Regions from separate parts of the Sus scrofa genome. Here all the other regions are linked to region 3. The links are chromatin contacts, called in public HiChIP or PLAC-seq and promoter capture Hi-C maps. All regions are on one chromosome and are shown on one strand. Each heading gives the region's core, a stretch centred on a gene start, on an enhancer-like site or on the middle of the called end of the contact. The rest is flanking DNA. Distances are from core to core; before and after follow the strand shown. Region 1 holds the start of EIPR1 (tumor suppressing subtransferable candidate 1). Region 2 holds the start of RPS7 (40S ribosomal protein S7). Region 3 holds the start of TMEM18 (transmembrane protein 18).

Region 1 (3,254 bases), core at 574-3,073, 1.1 Mb after region 3:
AGAACCCACATGCTCATGGATACAAGTCAGATTCTTAACCCACTCAGTCACAAGGGGAACTCCCAGTTTGTTAAGTGTTGAAAATGGTTGTTCTCAGGGAATCACATAAGATGTATAAGGGGGGTTTACAGCCTGCTGATTTTAATCAGATTTTCAGCAACCTGACTTCTTAAACAACTCATAAGAATTACTCATTTTAGGAGATCCTATCATAGCTCAGCAGTAACAAACCCAACTAGTTTCCATGAGGATGCAGGTTCGATCCCTGGCCTTGCTCAGTGGGTTAAGGATCTGGCGTTGGTGCAAGCTGTGGTGTAGGTTGCAGACGTGGCTCAGATCTGGTGTGGCTGTGGTGTAGGCCAGCAGCTGCAGCTCCATTTGGACCCCTAACCTGGGAACTGCCATATGCTGGGGATACAGCCCTAAAAAGCAAAAAAAAAAAAAAAAAAGTTCCCAGCTCATAGGACACTTAGATACTGCCTTGTGTGGAATTCATCTGTAAGAATTTTGTCTCATTATAATAATCAGAACAACATTTACTGAATGCTTATTATGTGCCAGGCTAAGTGCCTGAATTAAATGTATTAACTCGTTTCATTTCATAACAGCCACAAGGGGTAGATGCTCATGTCCCCATTTTATGGACAAGAAAACTGAAGCTCAAGGATAAGTGCTGGAACCAGGCTTCAAACCTCAGGAGCTTCAGCGGTGTCCAGGTCTTTAAAAACTAACACTGCTGCTTCTCTCACTGTATGTTTCTTGAAACTGGAAATCATTTATATTTTTAGCATGCATTTGCTGAGCACAATTAAGCATCAGCTACTTCATAGGGCAACCAATTGTGTTCTTATTTCTCTATGGCTATCCTGCAATGCCTCGAACATAATCGGCCAGCCATCCGAATAGACAGAAACCAGTACAGGGCTGTAACAGGCCCAGCTCAGTGTGACCTACCTGCCCTTCTAACTCATCCTTTTAGCCCACCGCTCCTCCCTCCTTCACTCTGTCCACTCAGCTCTCTTGCTGTCCTTCTAAATGGCCAGAGGCATCCCCACTCCACCGCTTACAGTGGGACCCACTCATTTCAGTCATCCAGGGAGCACTGAATACAGTATGGTCACAGTAAACAGGCGTTAGAGAACACAGGACAAGGAGGAATAGGACAGGAATGGGAAAACACATGAAATCCCACCAGAATGTGAGCTTTAGTTAACAGGACTGTACCAATGCTAATTTCCCAGCCTTGGTCAAGGTTCGCTGGCCATGGGAGATGCCAGCGTTAGGGGAAGCTGGGTGAAGGAAACACAAGAACTTTCTCTGTATCTTCACAAGGCTTATGTGGATTTAACATTGTGCCAAAATTAAGCCAAAAAAAAACCCCAGATACAGATACAGTGCCTGCCTCCAGGAAGGAACTCCAATGCTGGAAGAAACGTACACAGGTAAATACGCCCAGGTGAGTGGTGCGAACTAGGCCACAGTAACGCCCCGGGATGGGGGGACGCGGCGGGGGGCTCCCAAGCCCGGGGGTCGCGGGCGGACCTGCTGCGCTCACTCTGGGTCACGCAGACCCCTGGCCCGTCCTGGGTGACCACGGCCTTTGGTCTCCGGAGGCTCAGTGACCTCGGCTACACAGGGGAAACCGCTCCGGGCGCCGCGGGGCCTTCTTGTGACCCACCTGGAACTCCAGGCCGTAGATCACCGGCGCGTCGTCCTCCATGCTGCGGCCGCTCACACGCCTAAGGCGGACCCCCGGAGCCGGCGCGCCCACAGCTCACTATCCATTCATTCCCTCCAGCCCAGGCGGCGTCTAACCGGAAATCTTTATAGCCCAGTCCGGCTTCGGTAGGGCTCACTTCCGGCGCCTTCCTTTTTCGTCATCACTGTACTCCTCGCCGGCGGCCAATAGCGGCAGCGCGGGTCTCGCGCGCATGCTCACTTGGCTCCCATCCGGGCTCTCAGCTTCGCGGCCCGGCAGCGGGACCAAGAGGGGAGGAGTCTCGCCTGGGGCGTCGCTGCAGCGCCAGGTCGCAGCCCTCGCTGGGCCGCCCACTGCGGGGAGCCCTCTCGGCTCCCTTGCTCCAGAGGGAATCCCTCACCTGTGGCTGCGATGACATTAGTACTTTTCCGGGCGCGCACTTTATAGGCACTGTCTTGAAATTCTTCCTTTCAGCCTTAGGCTAAGGCATCATACTTAACCTTGTGCAGATGAGCCGCTGCAAATGTGTGACAGTTTGGGGCACGGGGGTGTTAAGGTGAGGGGACCAGGGTATGTGCCTGGTCTTTCAGACCCGGGTAGGCTGGGCCCAGGAGCCTTAGAGTTAGGGGCCGCGCTAGTTCATGTCCGCAGGTGCCCAGCGCTGTGTGTCGACTGGCAAAAGGACCACACTACCAGCGCCGCGGTGACGAAGGATGCTTGTCAGGAACCACTGCCATTGTTTGGCAGCATTCACTTCTAAAGGGGTTTCAGTGGGAAGACCCTGGCATCCCTCCGTCTCCAAAGACGTTCGTGCTGGAGAGGTTGCCCCTCTCAGGCAGTACTCCCAAAATGCCTGGCCTTGACATGTCTGCCAGTGCCCTTGGCAGACAGGAATGACATTCCAGGGAATCCTAAAATGCTGAAGCTGAACCTCCTTAACTAGTCTGAATTCCATAAGATTCCAGGACTGCGCGCTTCTCTTCCATCTGTGCGACCATTTAATTTTACTGTCTTTCCTTAATCTTTGTGACAAATAACTGGGTTTGGAACAGGTGATATGAAAAGATGCTCGATATCACTAATTATCAGGGAAATGCAAATCAACCCCAATGAGCTCTCACCGTGACACCTCACAGAATGGCTGTTATCAGAAAGTTAAAAGACAACAGGTGTTGGCAGGATTGGAGAAAAGAGATCTTTTGTACACTGTTGGTGAGGAGGTAAATTGATACATCAACTAAGGAAAACAGTATGGAGCTTCCTTAAAAAATAAAAGCAGAACTGCTATATGATCCAGCAGTCCCACTTCTATGATCTGAGAGAAAGGAAATCACTAACTCAAAGAGATATCTGCACTCATTGTGCATTGCAGCAGTTTTAACGTAAGCTAAGGAGACATACTAAGCGTCTGCCAACAGCTGGATGGAAAAGGAAAAAAATATGTATATATTATAATACCAAGCGAGGGCTCAGTGCCTGCCGCCCATAGAAGCCCATACTATGGCATTGGCTTTTGAGAAAAGAACAGTCCTTATTGTGAGGCTGACCAGCAAGG
Region 2 (3,325 bases), core at 781-3,280, 1.2 Mb after region 3:
GGACCAAGGCTGAACTGTGAGCCAGGGTCAGCAATTTTCAAAGTAAAGATCCTCACAGATTTGCTGAGGAATTTAAGCATTACTTCAAACGTCACTTGGTCTCTCGTATATCAACTACTTCAAATGCTCGTTAGTGAAGGTCAGACCCAGCACAGGATGAAAAGCACTCACTGGGGAAATCCCGACCCATCTCCAGAATGACACACCAGAGACCAGCCACAAACTCCTTATACGATTGGGCTGGGGGATTGCTAAGCAATTCCTAGGGCTATACTTTCTCTTTTGTTTTGCTTTTTTCTTTTTAGGGCTGCACTCCAGGCCTGTGGAGGTTCCCAGGCTAGGGGTCAAATTGGAGCTACAGCTGCCAGCCTACACCACAGCCACAGCAACGCGGGATCCTCAACCCACTGAGCGAGATCAGGGATTGAACCCACAACCGCATGGTTTCTAGTTGGGTGTTTCCTCCGAGCCATGTCAGGAACTCCTATACTTTGTCTTTTGAACAATTTCCAAGTTGACACTTAATTTCTCAGTGAGGAGTTCCCATCGTGGCGCAGCGGTTGATGAACCCGACTAGGATCCATGAGGATGCGGGTTCCATCCCTGGCCTCGCTCAGTGGGCTAGGGATCCGGTGTTTCTGTGAGCTGTGGTGTAGGTTGCAGACAATGTGGTGTAGGTTGCAGTCACAGCTCGGAACCTGCGTTGCTGTGGCTGTGGTGTAGGCCAGCTACAGCTCTTTTTCAACCCCTAGCCTGGGAACCTCCATATGCCTCAGGTGCAAACCTAAAGAAAAAAGCAAATAAAAAATTCCCAGTGAGATTATAGCTTTTTTCTTTCTTTTTTTGCTTTTTAGGGCCACACGTGCGGCATATGGAAGTTCCCAGGCTAGGGGTCAAATCGAAGCTGCAGCTCTCAGCCCACACCAGCAGCACACTGGATCCGGCCGCTTCTGCGACCTACATCACAGCTCACCGCAATTCCGGATCCACTGAGGGAGGCCAGGGATCGAACCTGCATCCGCATGGATACTAGTCTGGTTGGCAACCCACTGAGCCACAACGGGACCTGCCCCCTTTACCTACTTCATTGTTTATGTTACTGCAGTTCATCCTCCTATACTTTGTCCTACAATTTAGGTGACGTCTTCTTCACTAAACTGCAGTCTCACAAGGGCAAAGGCCAGTGGGTTCTACATGTAACTATGGCACCTAGGGCAGGATTAGCACAGAACACACGGATCAACAATTACTTGGGGGAGTTCTCTTTGGGCAACTCGTGCCGCCTTAAAAAAAAACCCAAAAAAACAAAAAAACCCAAAAAGCAAAACCCCCACAATTACTTGGCTCCTGTCTAGGGGGAGGGAGTCCTTTACACCCGAGTTTCAAGTGAGAGGATGGTAGGACTTTTTCAGTAAACGAATTGTGTGTTGAACTCCTGGCCCGTTCTGAAGCAATTTGCCATCCCTGAATCTTTCATGACACCTCGACGAAGTTCAGGTGTCCGGCTCCAGCCCTGGCTCTCCCCGAGCATCCTTCCCGGGCCCTGCGTCTGGCCCCGAGGGCATCACCACCCGGGGTGGTCTTCCTCCAGCCTGAGGCCGCCCCACGACAGGTGTTCGCTGACGTCTCAGACTTGTGTCGGCAGCACAAAGCAACCGATGCGAGAGCCCAGTGTGGCCAGAAAATCACATTTATTCGTAGAGCACTTCGTTTCCAAACAGCCGTCACAAACGTCATCCCACTTGGTTCTCCACAAGCCGAACTGGAATCCAGGTTTCTGATTCCTTTTCATGGCATCAGCGGGGACGTCGGCCTCCTCGCGTCAAGTTAGCCTTTCTTAAACGTCCTGTCTTCGAGGGTAGCCCAAGTGGCTTTTCCTGGTCTCCCGCCCAGACCTCGCCCAGCGCCCGCCTGGATGCTCAAGAGCCCGCCCAGGAACTCCCGCGCACGGCGCCGAAGAGGAAACTCGCGGGGCGGAAAGGCGCTACGGACGCACTGGTCCCCCGGAACCCCTTCCTGGGGCCCTCTAGGCTTCCACCGCGTCTCAGTGGTTCTTCCGGTTTCTCTCGCGCTATTCCCGCCTCTTCCGTTCTGTTGCCGAGATTTAACGGACTCTCGCGACATCTAGGCCTCTTCCCAGGCCTACAAGCGTCGGTGGCGGCAACGAGAGTTGCCGGCATCGTCAAGGTATGTCTCTCCCCGGCGCCATGCCCGTCCGCCGGCTTTGAGGGGCACACGTCTGGGGTCCTCGGGTGGGGATGCGGCCGATTACCCGGCCCGCGGCGCCCGATGGCTTGTGCGGGGAGGGCCGGGCCGGGGCCGCGGGCCGCTCGGCCTGAACGCTCTGTGCTTCCAGGTCCAGGCCATGTTCAGCTCCAGCGCGAAGATCGTGAAGCCCAATGGCGAGAAGCCGGACGAGTTCGAGTCGGGCATCTCCCAGGTGAGGGGCGGCGCCGGGGTCGGGGGCCTGGGGCCGGGGTCCGGGTCGCGCGCTGACCGCCGCTCCCGCCGCCTCCCCCGCAGGCCCTCCTGGAGCTGGAGATGAACTCGGACCTCAAGGCCCAGCTGCGCGAGCTGAACATCACGGCCGCCAAGGTGAGCGGGGGCCCGGGAGGCGGGCACGGGGGGCAGCGTCCGCGCCGGCGGGCGCCGGGGGCCGGGCGCCGGGGTCCGGACCGAGGAGGGCGCGCGCTTTCCTGTCCCTCCAGGAAATCGAAGTGGGCGGCGGTCGGAAGGCCATCATCATCTTTGTGCCGGTGCCGCAACTGAAGTCCTTCCAGAAGATCCAAGTGCGGCTCGTGCGCGAGCTGGAGAAGAAGTTCAGCGGGAAGCACGTGGTCTTCATCGCCCAGGTACCGGCGTCTCGTTCGGGGCGCTCGCGGCGCCGGGGTCGGTCAAGAGCGAGACCCACGCTTCGCGGGCGGGTCGGGAGCTCGCGGCCCCGGTGGCCGTCCACGTTGGGGCCGCTCCCGTGGCGGCGGCGGCGGCGGCCCGTCCCTGGCGAGGCAGGTGGAGGCCTGGGAGGGAGGGGGCACGGAAGGGCTGGTGGGGGCGCGGGGCTGGCTTTCCCGCCCGCAGGGCCCAGGGGCGGCGGCGGCCCGGCCGGTGAGCCCCGCCGCGCGTGCGGAGCGAGCGGTGTGTCCGCTGGGGAGAGACGCGGGAGCTTGCGCCTCCCGCAGTTCCGCTCGCTCGAGCCGCAGGTCCTGAAAGCAGTTCCGAGGAAGGACTGCTCAGGCTGTCGGGCTTTCCGGGGCTTCACATGTACCCAGCCCGGAGGCCCCTTGGCTTTTAAGGCGCTGGGCCGCTTCGTTTTCCGACACCTTAG
Region 3 (2,958 bases), core at 222-2,721:
GGACGTACAGTTTGACGAGAGTATAACCACGTGGGGCAAACAGAGGAAGTGAGAAGGGCTGCTTCCAAGAAGGTCCATGGGAGGAAAGCGAGAGTGGTGGGGAGGGTTCCAATTGGCTGGATGACGGTGGCTTCTCATTGGCTGAGCAGCAGTGGTCTCCCCTTGGCTGAGCTGTTGCCACCGCGGAATCTTCCCTCCCTGGCTGGTCTGCGGAGGGGCTGAGAGGTACTTCCCTGAGGGCTCCAGCTTCCGCCTCCAGCCTCCATCTTTTTTCCCTTTTTAGGGCAGTGCCTGCTGCGCATGGCAATTCCCAGGCTAGCGGGCCTACACCACAGCCACAGCAACGTGGGACCCCAGCCGCCTCTGTGACCTACACCACGCTCATGACTCGGCAATGCCGGATCTTTAACCCACTGAGCGGTGCCAGGGTTTGAACCCGAGTCCTCATGGATACTAATCAGTTGGTTAGCCCCTGAGCCAGGGCAGGAACTCCTCCAGCCTCCGTCTTAAATGAGGTTCCTATTCCTAATTGTCACACTAATTGGGGAGTCCTGAATCCTCTGTCAATTAAAAACGCTTTGAAATGGAATCAGCACATGGCATGTCTCCCATGCAGACTGACGGGAGCTCCAAGCGAGCCCCTGGTCTCTGGGTGGAGCTGGAGGAAGGTTGCGGGAAAGGACTGCAGCCCCTTGACAGTTTGAGGGTACTTGGCACCTGCAACGTGGCGGGAGGGAGGGAGAAGGTGAGCCTCCCTGAATGGCAGGATCAAGCCAGAACTGAACCCGCATGCGTGAGAGCCGCACCAGGGTTTCTTTTCCTTGCTGCAGGGGAGTTTTCCTGAGGCTCCACACCAGTGAGTCTGCAGGTCCACCGGTCTGGCTTCCGTGGCGGAGGTCTCTCCAGCGCCCTTCACCCGTACCCCTGGGCCACGGCTCCCCGGACAAGCGGGCTCTGTCGGGCGGGACCTTGCTCTCCCACAAGCGGGCTTCACACCACAGACACAGCCAGCTTTCAAAACCTGAATTAGGTGAAGCTGTTTACAGCAAATGGTTTTCGTATAGTCATCGTTCCTGAATCGAGTTTTTAGTTTACATCACCTTAGTTAGAGAAATACTTTTTTCTGAGCATAATGGAGTAGCCATATCTGTTATTTTTGATTCTTTCCCCCCATAGATTGCCTTTTAAAAAGTACAGTGATTTAAAAATGTGCTTGTGGCGTTGCCACTGCGGTGCAGGGATTGGCGGCAGCATCTCTGGAGCACTGGGACACAGGTTCGATCCCTGGCCCAGCACAGTGGGTTGGGGATCCAGCGCTGTTGCAGCTGTGGCTTAGGTCACAACTATGGATCAGAGCTGATCCCTGGCTTGTGAGCTCTGGGGCCGGGGCAGAGAGCAGCCAAAAAAAGAAATAAATGACATTAAGAAAATGTACTTGTAAGTCCATAATTACGGATAATAAAAGTTTTGTAAAGTCAACAAATTAGTATCTCGTCTTCACTCTATAGTTTCAGTACTCTCTTAGTGTCTCCTGACCTCGGTACACTCTTATGATTTGTTTTCTATCTTGGGCACAGGAGACAGGTATACTTACTAATTTTTCTCAAACACGACATTTTGTGCATTGCCTGGACACATACATTTTTTAAATGAAGTTTTAGGGTTTAAGTCGTGTGTCTCGATTGTGGCTTCAGGGTCCTCCAGGCAGAGGGCTTCTTTGTGGGTCAGGGAGGTGCTTCCACCGTGGTGGTTTGCTGACCTGGGCTCAGTCAGGTGGGTTTTGGCCTCCACAGGTGGCACTGACGTGGGTCCCACTAAGGCAGAGGCTGGGGCGGACGCCATCAGAGCAGACGCCCAATGAGGACGAAGACATTTGCTTTGCCCTTTGCAAGGCAGCTCCAGCTGGTAAGGGGGGTTTCCGGCCCAGCAGGTGGTGTGGGAAGGGCCAAGGAGTGAGGCCTGGCAGCCACAGACTGACCAGCAGCAGGGAGTGGCACCTCCCAATGCGGGCACCTCCAGACCAAGTGGGGGTGGGGGAGTCTCAGGGCGGCTTCCTGGAACCTAACCTGCCTCGCAGCCAGCACCGCCTTGTGTCCTGGGCGGACTGACCACACCAGGCTGGGGGCCACACAGCAGAGAGCAAAACCACTCTGAAAGAGGAGGGCAGGGTCCCTCCTGCCCCTTGCAGCTGCCCATTCTGTTGTCACCTGTGCCCTCGTCTTCTCTCCCATCAGGGCACCCAGGTCAGGGCCCACCGTCCTCCAGTAGAGACTCGTCCTAACCTGATCACGTCTGCAAAGACCCCAGGGTTAGGGCACACCGACCCACAGCTGCGGGGTAACGGGCGCTGCCGGAACCAGGGCTGCTGCTCGGGGAGTGTGCCCGGCTTCTGACCGCGGCGGGTGGGAGACAGGAGACCTCGGTGGGCAGTGGGCTGTAGGGCTGAGGGGCCCCATCTCAGGGAGGAAGTGACAGGGCCCCCTGCCCAGGACCTAACCCCTGTGCTGCCGGCCTCGGCCCTCGAAAACCGTGCTCAGGAGACAAGTGTTGGTAGAAACGGAGGCAGTTGCTCTGGTCAGAAGCCGACACTCTGGGGAGGAGGCGGGCTCAGGGTCCCCAAACCAACCAGGAAGATTCTGCCGTGGAAGTTTTCAAGGGCGACGGGAGGTGACGTCCGTTAATCGTGGAGCCAGGAGGGCAGCGTCCCCCACGGGCGGCCGGCTTGTTCCCTCTCCTGAGCTTCCTGAGATGCTGTCCTGTCCCACAGCTTGTTCGCCTTTCGAGACTCTGCCCAAGGGGAGCTGTGGGAAAGGTCCGGTCCTCTGTGCCTCACTTACTCTGCATTCGTGCTTCTCTCATCTAGAAGAGAACCGATCGTTCAGCAAAAGGCGCCGTGTGACCCGGAGACTTGCCGGGTGTCCTAAGGCCAGAGCTGAGCAGGGCCTGGGGGCGCCTGGC

The links. Promoter capture Hi-C pulls out the DNA fragments that hold promoters and counts their contacts. HiChIP or PLAC-seq counts read pairs in DNA pulled down with a chosen protein or histone mark.
Region 1: a promoter capture Hi-C map of liver shows a contact between it and region 3, with 6 times the contacts expected there. The contact joins the promoter of EIPR1 here to the promoter of TMEM18 in region 3. A contact is called at or near these places in 1 of 5 promoter capture datasets (liver) and 1 of 2 datasets of contacts at active chromatin or transcription factors (alveolar macrophages).
Region 2: an H3K27ac HiChIP or PLAC-seq map of alveolar macrophages shows a contact between it and region 3. The contact joins the promoter of RPS7 here to the promoter of TMEM18 in region 3. A contact is called at or near these places in 1 of 5 promoter capture datasets (liver) and 1 of 2 datasets of contacts at active chromatin or transcription factors (alveolar macrophages).

The regions. Positions count from the first base shown.
Region 1 is chr3:131,359,510-131,362,763 of Sscrofa11.1, reverse strand. EIPR1 (tumor suppressing subtransferable candidate 1) reads right to left here and starts at 1,823. Exons shown (of 9, transcript NM_001244207.1): 1 at 1,679-1,823. The coding sequence starts at 1,720.
Region 2 is chr3:131,261,990-131,265,314 of Sscrofa11.1, reverse strand. RPS7 (40S ribosomal protein S7) reads left to right here and starts at 2,030. Exons shown (of 7, transcript XM_005662783.3): 1 at 2,030-2,187; 2 at 2,357-2,440; 3 at 2,524-2,595; 4 at 2,709-2,852. The coding sequence starts at 2,366.
Region 3 is chr3:132,422,621-132,425,578 of Sscrofa11.1, reverse strand. TMEM18 (transmembrane protein 18) reads right to left here and starts at 1,471. Exons shown (of 5, transcript XM_003125401.5): 1 at 1-1,471.